2 separate regions of the Rattus norvegicus genome follow, and region 1 is linked to region 2. Evidence: chromatin contacts called from public Hi-C data. All regions are on one chromosome and are shown on one strand. The core of a region is the stretch at or near the end of the contact, and the rest is flanking DNA. Distances in the headings are between cores, read along the strand shown. Region 1 holds the start of Mrps10 (mitochondrial ribosomal protein S10). Region 2 has its middle 29 kb from the start of Taf8.

Region 1 (5,670 bases), core at 1,821-4,320, 100 kb after region 2:
CAGGAGGCAGAGGCAGCGAGTCTCCGAGTTTCAGGCCAGCCTGGTCTATACGGCGAGTTCCAAGACAGCTACATAGGAAAACCCAGACTTGAAAAACCAAAAGGCAAACAAACAAACAAACAAACAAACAAACACAAGATGTTTACTGTGATCAGTTCTCAGCACCCACACCCACTGTAACTCCAGTTCCAGAGCGTCTGGTACCCCTGGCCTCCATGGGCGCCCATATGCATGTGGTGCACAGAAAACTCACGTAGGTACACACAAAGGTGCATGAACTAAAAACACAACCAGATCCGCTCGGCTAGGCATACTGGCACGTGCCTTTGATCTAAGCACTCTGGAGGTGGAGTAGGAAGAGCCATGAGTTCAAGGGCAGCCAGATGTACAGAGGACTCATTTGTTCCAGAAACAAAACAGAGAACAACAAAAGTCTTTTAAAATTACGTGTTTGTATAATCTAGTCTTTGCTTGGCTGAAGCACCTTGCTTGTAAATTACACAGAATACAGCACACACGTTTATACCCATCATTAACTCCACAAGCTGCCCTAACGCAGCATTGCACAAATCCTTTAAGTGAGCGCCCCCTTGTGGAAAGGAGGCAAATGGTACTGTTCAGATCTCATAGTTTCTTAGCCACCCAGGCTTAACCTTGAAAGCAGCAATATAAATTCTTTAAAAATACAACAAAGACAAAAATAACAGGGAGGCACAAGTAGAGGAATTAAAACAACTAGCGGGTACGTTACAACAGCCTCTGTTCTCTGTAATGAACGCCTTTAACCCTGTCATTGCAAGGCGGGAGGATCTGTGAGCTGGGGGCCAGCTTGGTCTACAGAGCAAGTTCCAGAACGGCCAGGATTACAGAGAGACCTCGCTTGTTTCCTTGCTCTTATGCTGGGACACACGTTTCCAGCCTTACTTGGCTTACAAGCAAGGACACCAGGCTCAGTGTAAGAGCATGTGTCGTCGTGGCCCTCACACTCAGACAGTAAGCTCTCTGACACCAGCGACCCAAATGCTAAGAAGCACATTTCCTGGTCACATTCTGAAATGTCTGTTGACTCTGAGGTGGGGGTTGCGTGCCTTCCGACCTGGCCTCCAACTGGAGAGATGGGGATGGCCTGGAGTCTGCCTCCCGAGGGTTTGCTATGAACCACTGCCTGCAGCTTTAACTTTTTTAAGGGCTTGGGTGTGTACAGATCTGGCTGGATAAAGTTTTTCTCACAAGTGCAACACTTCCTTCTCTAGCATCCTAGTTTTCTTTTAAAAAAAAATTCTACATTTGTATGGTGTTTCTACATTCATGTACATGTATGTGCAAGTGTTTGGGGGCTAGAAGCTGTCATTCTCTGTCACTCTGCACCTGCTTACGGTAGGATCTCACTGCTCCCAGGACTCAAAATTTTCTTGGCTATTCTGGAAGCCAAAAAGCTTCACTGGACCTCCTGTGAACCCCTGGAGCTGGGTCACAGGGGGGCATGAGTGACCCTCTTGATAGCCTGGTGCTGTCACCTGAACCCCAGACCTCATGGTTGTGCAGCAAGTGCTCTTAACCACTGAGCTATCTCACCTCTCTAGCTCTCATGTCTTTTTCTTAGGATCAGTGGTTATACAAGTGTGGGCTGGGACTGCCCATGAATCCTTAAGACACTCTCAGAAAGCCTGAAACCAAAACTCACTAAGAATTACTCAAGGCTTTTCTGCTTCCATCCTCTGGCTGGTGTACAGTGGAGTCTTACAAAGCTGCATGAGTTGTACTATATGATAAAAGATGGTGTGCAAAAACAAATAAGAAAGCCGCTTCTGCCGTGAGGCTGCATACTGAGGCATTACTCTCCATCAAACTTGCTTTTGCTTTGGGAAGCAGTCTTTCTAAAGTGTTAACTAATTTAACCTGGGAAGATACAGAGGCTGAAGTGACCGCTCACAGTTCTTGCAGAGGACTGGAGTTCCACAGAAGGCTAAGAATGGGGTTCAGTGGCAGGACCTTTGTCTGGTGTGCGCAAGGCCCTGGGTTCAGTCTCTAGTATAAAGGATAAACGTTTTTGTAGACACAAGTTTACGGAGCCCACTCTGGTTCTGAACTCTGTATGTAGCTGAGAGTGATTTTGAACTTCTGATCCTCTTGCTTTGACCTCTCAAGGGCTGGTGTGACAGGTGTGGGCTGCCGTCTCTGGGTTATGTGCTGCTGTGGATCCAACCCAGAGCCAGCTTTAGGCATTGAGGTCTCTAGCAACTGAGCTAGTCTCAGCCCTTCCTTTTTAAAAAATCGTTTATTTTGAAGACAGGGTCTCAATTTGCAGGCCAGGCTAGTGGGCAATCTTCCTCGTGCTTTACAAGTAATCCTATTAGAGGTCCAGTTCTGAGCTTTGTTTTCAAAAACCACAAAGGTCTCGAGGCCAAAGTTCTTGAGACCGCCTAGTTTTTGTTGTTGTTTAATTATTTATTTTGCGACAGGATCTCAACATGTAGCCTGACTGTCTTCGAACCCAGAAGTCCGCCTGCCTCCTTTCCCCAGTGCTGTGATTCACGCCGTGCAACATCAGGCAAGTTTTCCTTCTTCAAAGAACCTCTTGAGGGAGATCTAACCCATTCCTGGGGCCCTTCGAGTCAATCTCTCCAACCCCTGAAGGCGAGGAGGACCTCTCAATGTAACTCCACGCGAGCTTTCTGAGTCCAGCTCCGGCTCAGCACCTAAGTATCCGAGTATTCCTGTCTTCTCTAAGCTCAAGGTTCTCACTGCCCTTTCTAACGTGAAGGGAGGGCTTCTGGACATATTTTTCTCATCTTTCCCGCTCTGACATTCTATAGTTCTAGTTCCTATCTTGTCAATTTGAGTCTCTCGGGGGAAAAAAAATCAGCCCTTATCTTGTCCCTTCCTAATAAAAACTATGGAGGAACACTCCGAGCCGGCCGGGTAGAGGGTAGCAGCGGGACTCGGCGACGGCGCCTTCGGCCGCCAGGGTTTCCCGACCACCCCTTTACCTGCTGCAGGCGCCGGCAGACAGCCACACACGCTGCGCGCGCCGCCATCTTGGTGCCCTGACCTCCCACGATCGCTTCCGGGATCACAGCCGTGCCCTCGAACCATAGAGTTCGAAAAAGAGAGAGTGTCTCCTGTGTTCCGGCACTGAAACAACCATAGAGACGTGGCCCCTTGATTTTGTTTTTTTAATTTAAATTTCTACTTTATTATTTATTTACTTGTTTATTATTCACGCATTCATTTAAGTTTTTGAGTGGATGCGTCGCTTTCGCCGTCTGGATAAACTGCCAGGTTCTATCTATATGCTATATAGCCTAATTATATTTGTCGTGGGTGTTTCTTGTTTGTTTGCTTTGAGACGCACACAACAAAACGCATACTTGGAAAGGAATTTGCTGTTACTACTGAGTCCAAATTCTAACATTTTACCTTATTGCAGAAGCCATTTTGTTGTTAAACTTTGTTCACACCGTCGGAATGCCAGGCTTGTTAATGGATATTTCTAAATTGTGTTTTTCAAAATGCCTTCCCATGCATTTAACGTAATGGAAGCTCCACACTTAGGAGCTCTGGTTTCTGTTTAGGTGGGTGACTTGATCAACTTTCTTCCATACTCTGAACCCATTTTTTTTTTTCCATTTGCCAAGTAGAGAGGAGGACAAAGCAGTAGAGGATTAAATGAGATTAAATGCTATATGATAAACTCATCCTGAATTTGTGGCATCTCTTCTACATCCTGGCTCTTAAAAGGTTATTGGGAAAATGGATAAGGATCAATTTAATGAGGACGATACAAAGTATCTACCTTAGTTAGGGTTTCCATTGCTGTGACAAAACACCATAACCAAAAAGCAAGCTGGCGAGAAAAGGGTTTATTTAGTTACACTTCCAGATCATAGTATATCATTGGAGGAAGTCAGGACAGGAACTTAAGCAGGGCTGGAACCTGGGAGCAGGAGCTGATGCAGATGCCAATGGAGGGCTCCTGCTTACTGGCTTGCTTCCCATGGCTTGCTCAGTCGGCCTGCTTATAGAACCCAGGACCACTAGCCTAGGGATGACAGCACCCACAGTTGCCTGGACCTTCCCCCATAGATCACCAATTGAGAACATGCCTTACAGTTGGATCTCATGGAGACACATCTTCCACTGAGGCGCCTTCCTCTCCAATGACTCCAGCTTGTGTCAACTTGACACACAAACCCAGCTGATACAGTATCTCTGAAAGACCCCCTCCCAGAAAGGGAATTGTACAAGCCCAAGGCCCTCAACTATAGAAATAAAAAGTAAGTTTTTAGATATGTGGGACAAGCTGACCCATCATTTAGACGAAACAGACCAGAAAAGAAAACAAAATGCAGAAACCAGACTAAATTATGGGCACTGCTCCATGGGCCACCTGACAGGAAAAAGAAAAAGTCCCTGACCCCCCGGAAGCCCTGACTACCATGTACTTTTTGCTAACTCACTGTTATGATTATAGCCAAAATAGGTAACATACACGTATGCCTCATTTACTCCACCAATCACATCCCTGTAACCATGCATCTGCTTCTGTAAGCCTGCTTCTGCTCCCAATACACTATAAAAACCCATCCCTGGTTCTGCTAGGCGCGCCAGTCTTCCAAATTGACTGGGACGCCCACAGATACCTGTGTATCCTGATCAATAAAAATCCTCTTGCTGATTGCAGCCTGTGGACTCGGACTGGTCATTGGGCTTGAGGATCTCCCTCCTGAGGGAAGATTCTCTCTGAGAGTCTTACATCTCAATAAAGCATCATGCCAACGTAAAGTTGCATGATGACTAGTGTCTACCTAGTCATCTTATTTGGCAGACACTAGTCGTCTTATTTGGCAGGCCAGAGAATTAAGCGAAGAATGATTTGGTCCAGATGGTACAAACTGATGGAAGGCCTGTGAGTACGGACTACTTTCCTGCCCCTCAGGCTGGCCTCTATGTGGTCTCTATGTGGAAACAGAATCTTCATTAGTACATGGCTGGACTTGGCTATGCCCTACCTGCGCAGGCACCCCAGAGGCTTCCTCAGAATTAGGCTCTCTCTAAATCATGACATTCAGAGTTATCCCTCTCAGCCAGTGGTCCGTTCCGAGAGTGCCCCAACCTTCATCTCTTTGCTACTTCTAAACTTTGCATCCATCTTTCCACGTGGTACCTTGACGATGGCTCCTCACTCAGCCTCCAGTCCTTCTGGATGGTCTCAGCTCAGGGGAGTCTGCTGCACTCGTAAAGATAGCAGCACTTCAGCTAGGAAATGACCCAATCTCATGCTCACAGAGGTAACTGTATCTTAACTGTAAGGTGACGTTCAGAGTCGGGTTGACTTGGCCAAGGTCAAATGGTGAGCTACAGCTGAACCCGTAACAGCCTTCACAATCCTAGCTCTGGGACTGCTCAACTGTGCAGTGGGCTGGTTCTGTCTATGACGGATTCATGTTCAGCATTCAATGTCTCCTTTGGATGAGGAGACTAAAGGTACCCTCCTGCCCACCCCACTTCACAAAGAAAGTTTGATTGACTTGTTTTTATCGACTCAGTGGCATGCTGAACCAGAGAGATGTGCTCTAAACAGCCTTAACGACTAAATGTCCTCTTCTTGGAGGCCTTGACTTTTGTCTTGGTAGATTCTCTCAGCTGAGATTCAGCTCTTTCAGGATG
Region 2 (5,721 bases), core at 2,228-4,727:
GGTGTTGAGGGAAGAGTTGTGGGAGTCGGGGTGAGGGTGGGGGCTGCGGGATAAGACGTGGGTGTGCTAGAGTCTCCCAGACACCTCGAGCCATGCTGAATTAACATAGGAGGTTTACTGGGGAAGCCAAGTGTGATACTCGCTCCTATAATCCCAGCACTCTGGAAGCTAAGGTAGAAAAATTGTCTGTAGTGCAAGATCTGCATTAGCACAACTTTAGCCCCAGCACGAGGGAGGTAGAGGCAGGTGGATCCCTGGGCTGTAAGGTTCTCAGCGTCCACACGATGGCTCAAAACCATCCTGAATTCACATTCCAGAAGATCGAACGCCCTCTTCTGGTCAACTCAGGTACTGCATGCATGTGCACGCGTACACACAAAAGCAGGCAACACAAACACATAAAATAAATCTTTTATTTATTTTTTTTAAAAGTGTACTGAAGGTATAATTTAGTTAGTAGAATTCTTCCTTTGCATGAACAAGGGCCAGGGTTTAATCCTCAGCAGTGCATAAACTGGTGTGCTATCACGTGTCTAATCCCAGAGCTTGGAAGGCGGAGGCAGAAATTCAGCGTCATCCTCAGCTGCTGTCGTTCTAGCATAGCCTGGGTTAGCAGGTTTGGTGGCAAGCACCTTTACCCACTGAGCCATTTCTCCAGTCCAAAGTGTAGGGTTTCTCATCCTCAATGCTGCTGATGTTTGGGGCTCAATTCTGGGGAACGGCCCTGTGTGCTAATATTAGCTCGACCTAATATTAGCATCCCTAGCCTCCGCCTAGAGAAGGCTGGTAGGCTTCTCCTCCAAGTGTCAGCAAAACCGTGTCTCCAGACATTGCCACTGCCCTGCTGGGGACCAAAGTCAACCCTAGACAAGGAGCACTGAACTTAAGTCTAACCCCAGGGCGATGTCCAGGTGCCAAGGAGACACTGCTGGAAGTGAAGTTCAGTCAGCAGAGTCCTCCTGCAGGCCAGAGCATGCCTTCCTCACCCAGAACACTTACATCCTCTGAATGTTCCTGGGGAAGTTTTCAAAGCCTTCAATGCCCAAAGCTTGACTTTTCCCACAGGAATCCTGGTTCTGCTCATGCCAGCTCTGTCTGGTGTCTTATTGTACTTACTTTTCAGATAGAGTCTCACAGTGTAGCCTAGAACTCTTGCTATGTATACAAGGCTGGTAAAATGTCTGTGTGCATATGTCTGTGAGGTGTGTGTGTGTGTGTGTGTGTGTGTGTGTGTGTGTGTATGTATATGTGTGTATGTATGTGTGTGTGCATGTGTGTGTATGTATGTGTGTATATATGTGTATGTGTGTGTATGTGTGTATGTATGTGTGTGTATGTGTGTGTGTATATGTGTATGTGTGTGTATATGTGTATGTATATGTATGTGTGTATGTATGTGTGTGTGTGTGTGTGTGTGTTGCAAGAAACCTTGGGTCAGATTTCTTCACCATTTGGTGATGAAGGTGCTTATGTCCTGGGGTCATAAGGAAGACCATGAGAAAGGGCGTGAGGGAAGCGGCTGTAATCATGCCTGGTTCTGAGCCAACTGCTGTGAGAGCAGCCCCTCTGGAGATCAAGGCTTAACGTGTAAAGGAGCTCTGTGGAAGTGCCCTAGGGCTATACTGGGAAGGAGAGGAGAAGGGGGTAGGGGGCAGAGATGCCAAGATCCTCCAGGCTGAGGGAAAAGAGTGGTCAACAGTGGGAGGTGTGGCCTTGGGTGGGACGGTGCCTTAAGGGAGAGACTCCCATGAAATCAGCAGGGAAGCTTCTGGCCTCTGGAGTGTTTCTCTTGGCCTCCAGAAGTCTGAGGGCTTCAAGCTAGGGGTGTGGTTCAGTGATGGAGAACTTTCCTGCACCAAGCAAGCGTAGTCCCAGTGTCCACCCCCAGTACCACAAAGCGTGTCCCTGGTGTGTGGATGTGATGCCAGTCCATGCAGAGTCTACCCTGTAAGCTGATGCCTCTGGGATTGAAAATGCCTCTGCACATTGTAGATGCCAGGGAGTTACTCTCAGTCTATCGGCTGCCATGTTCCTGGCTGTTCCCAAGCCACCTCCCCTTCCCTCTTCTGTCTCTCTTGGAACAAGAATCTGGACAGGTGCAGGCGCAACCACACACACCACACTGCCTTGGAGACAGAGGGCAGATCTGGAGGTGGTCCAGCTGTGTGGCCTGGGATGGTCATTTGCACCATGGGGACTGTAGTTTTTCACAGGGAGCTGAACGCGATTATCTGCTGAGAGAGCTGAGCAGACAGTTCTCAGATGTGTACCTGCCATATCTGGGAACCAGTTATAAATAAGTCTCAGGAGCTTATTTTTCAGGAGAACTCCAGTGCATCCCATACCCCAAGAAGCCAGGTCAACCAACAATCCTTGGGTCTAAATCTGAACTCAGAACCTCATCTGTGCTGGGGGAAGTACCGACAGCGGTGGGCACAGCGCCCCCTGCTGGCTGATTCAGGAGTGCTGCCGGGGCAGCTAGGACAGCAGGGCGAATGCACGGATGGGGATGCACTCTCCTTCGCTCTACCCTGGAAAATCAGGTGCAAGTGAATGTCAAGAGAAGCAGTAAGTGCCCAAGAGAGTCACCAAAGTACAACAGCCAAGTACTAGGTGTTAGGTCACTTACCTCTGTCAAGTGTTTGAATGTGACAAGCATGAGAGGCGACCCTCCTTCCCCAGCACAGCTGCAGTCCCAGTACTACCACAAGCCCCTGTCCCACAGGGCCATCTCTCACCTTCCTGGTTAAAAGGCAGCTAACAGGTCCCAAAGCAATTCCACAGTGCCTGGCCGCCCAGGGCTTTGCAAGGAGGTACAACCGGATCAACCCATCCAGGCTAGCTGACTAATGGTGGGAAGCCGGCCCCACCCTTGAGCTGTAGCGATGAAAGGGGCCACCGTGTCAGAGAGTAGGCAGGTGCGGTTGGCAGGTCAGGACTGGCTTGCTTGGCAGCTCAGCCCTCACCCCCTTGGCTCCAAAATTACCTGAACCACTGGGTTTAATACCCAGTGCCACAAGAATGAACAATAAGTCAATAAAACAGCATTTGGCATCCAGGAGGTTGAGGCAGGAGGATTGGGAGTTCGAGGCTGTCCCCTGCTTCATAGCAAGCTCGTGTCCAGCCTGGGTTATAAAAAAACCATGTCTGAAGGGGGCGGGCAGAGGCAGATGCGGGGTCCATCTCTTCTGCTGAGGGAAGCTTCCTCTCTTGAGTCTGACTCAGAAGCAGCTTGTTCCTCAGGGATGCCAGGCCCTGGCCTCCAAACACAACCATCCTTTGGACCCGCCCGCCCTTGCTGCTTTAGGCCAGGCTGGCTCACTGGGTCTGAGGTCACAACTAAGGTGTGGCCAACCAGACCTGGCACACAAGCATCACCCTCAGCTGCTCACTTGTTAGCATGGAGCGGCTTCCCCCGTCTGCGTCCTGATCCCACCCTGCCGGGCGAATGGAAGGTATGTGGGTTGGCGCCCTTGGAAAAGCCCGAGTCACGGAATGGTCATAGCTCGAACACAGGCAGCTGCGACGAAACACGGCCAGGGTGTGAGTCAGGTCGGCTATTTGGAGCAACATGATTCCTGCGTTGGAGGCTTGATTTCCTCATCACTGAAATGCAAACAGGAGTCTAACACCCCAGTAAATGTTAGAGGACTGTCCTAAGCAACCAGGCTGAGCCAACTTTCCAAACAGCCAGGGTTATGTAAGTGTTGGTAGTTCCGGCTGCCACATCGGGAGTTTTCACCCTGAAGTCCATGGATGGGGCAAGTGTGAGGGCCAGGATAACGCGTAGGAATGGCTATCCCTGTGATGGGAAACTCAAGAACTCAGGCATGGAACCAACAAAGGATCAGACTCACACACCTGAAGTCCAGACCTGCCATTTTCAGACCAGCGAGTGAAAACGCAAGGACACAGCGTTAGGAGGGGCAGCAGGGGGTACAGCTCAATGCTAGAGTGTATCCCTAGGCATGCAGGGGGCCCTGGGTTCAGACCTCAGTACTACAAAATTAAAAGAAATAAATAGAACTTTAGAGCCCAGCATGGTGGCGTCCAGCACTCTGGAAGGTGGAGGCAGGATTTGAAAGTCCAAAGCCACTCTTGCCACACAGCAATTTGTAGCCAGTCTGGGCAACATGAGACCTTGCCCAGAGGGGGAAAAAAGCAGCAAACGTGGGGTCCTTATCCTGGGTTTGCCTCCATGTCCTCCTGCTACACTTCCAGTGCTTTATGAAGGGAGACGTTCAGTGGCAAATCAGATGTGTGGCAAGAGGCCAGATATGGAAGGACCATAGAGACGGGACAGACCCTGAAGGATTGAGAGACCAGAAACCTGGCCTGTTGGCTTCATCACCCCAAGACTCCCCCCAAAATCTCCATGGAGAAAATGTATTTGCTTCTCCAACACGTCCTGAGATGACCTCTATGATTCAGTTTCTCCTTCTAAAGAAAACTAAGGTGGAGGAGGTGGGATGGTCAGAAACAGCTTGGCAGAGCATGCCCAGCAGGTCAGGGGTTTGGGGAAGACGGCTTTACTGAAACTGTTGAGCCAACCATAATGTAAGAGGATTGCGGTTCAGGTGGAGGCCAATGTTTTCTGCACCCCAGCAACACCACATGGGGTTCCATCCCTATTGCATCTTATAGGTTTTTTTTGTTTTGTTTTGTTTTTTAATGTATCTCTATGTATCCCAGACCGGCCTTGAACTCATGGTGATCCTCCTGTCTCACTTTCCTAGCTTGCTAGAGATGGAAACCAATGCGCTCTTCCACTAAACCACATCTCCAGTCTTTTTCTTGTTATCATTAATGAGACAGTCTCGCTATGTAGCCCAGGCTAGCCTTGAACTCAGAGAGCTTCCTGCCTCCGCCTCCCAGGTGCTGGGATCAAAGGCATGTGCCTGCACCACCATAACCAGCCTCTTGTGTGTTAATTTATTTTGTGCATGTAAGTAGGGAAAAACATGTAGAAGCCAGAGGACAACTTGCTGGAGTCAGTTCTCAACTTGCTGGAGTCAGTTCTCACCTCCCACGACTCGGATCCCCGGGTCTGAACTTAGGTTGCCACACCAGCAAATTTGCTTTACCCCTGGGTCATCTCACCAGGATATAGTTAACATTTCTGTGTGCTCTTTTTTTGTTTTGTTTGTTTAAATACAGTCCTGTTTATCCTGGAATTTGCTATGTAGACGAGGTTAGCCTTGAACTCACAGAGACCCACATGCCTCTTTCTCCGAGTGCTGGGATTAAAGGTGTGCACCACCACGCCTGGCTTGTGTGTCCCTTTTTATCGGCATGTGTGTATGAAATCTGGAGGACAGCCTCAGGTATAACCTCAGGAAGGTCTACCTTGAGACAGGTTCCCTCACCGGCCTGGGTCTTAAAAGTTAGGGCTAGGCTGTGTGGCCAGATCCCCCTGTCTCGGCACCAGGATTACAAGCAGGCACCAAGCATAGAATTTTAATGTGTGCTCTGGGGACTGTGCTAAGGCAAGCGCTTCACGGAGGGCGTGGAGGGGGCATTGCTCCTCCCCAGGGCTGAGTGCAAGTCCTTATGCTGCAGGCAAGCGCTTTACCTGCTGGCCCAGCCCACAGCCGCTGTGAGCTCTGTGCCTATTCTGACTTCTTGCCTCTTCTTTTTTTTTTTTTTTTCCCGGAGCTGGGGATCGAACCCAGGGCCTTGCTACCACTGAGCTAAATCCCCAACCCTTCTTGCCTCTTCTAA

The links. Hi-C and Micro-C count contacts between places; a contact is called where the count stands out from the background.
Region 1: a contact with region 2 is called in a Hi-C map of hepatocytes, with 2.5 times the contacts expected there. The contact joins the promoter of Mrps10 here to the enhancer-like site in region 2. A contact is called at or near these places in 8 of 12 Hi-C or Micro-C datasets (the A7r5 cell line, the Rat2 cell line, Schwann cells and 5 more) and 1 of 1 datasets of contacts at active chromatin or transcription factors (oligodendrocytes).

What each region holds. Positions count from the first base shown.
Region 1 is chr9:21,119,383-21,125,052 of GRCr8, forward strand. It overlaps Mrps10 (mitochondrial ribosomal protein S10), which reads right to left and starts at 3,071. Exons shown (of 7, transcript NM_001389252.2): 1 at 2,991-3,071. The coding sequence starts at 3,038.
Region 2 is chr9:21,015,859-21,021,579 of GRCr8, forward strand. No RefSeq gene overlaps it. Among named protein-coding and RNA genes, the nearest start is that of Taf8, 29 kb to the left of the region's middle. Within about 2 kb of position 3,478, at least 11 of the 93 cell types and tissues checked have an H3K27ac peak or open chromatin away from gene starts, as enhancers often do. A contact at or near this core is called in hepatocytes and liver, where this site is marked.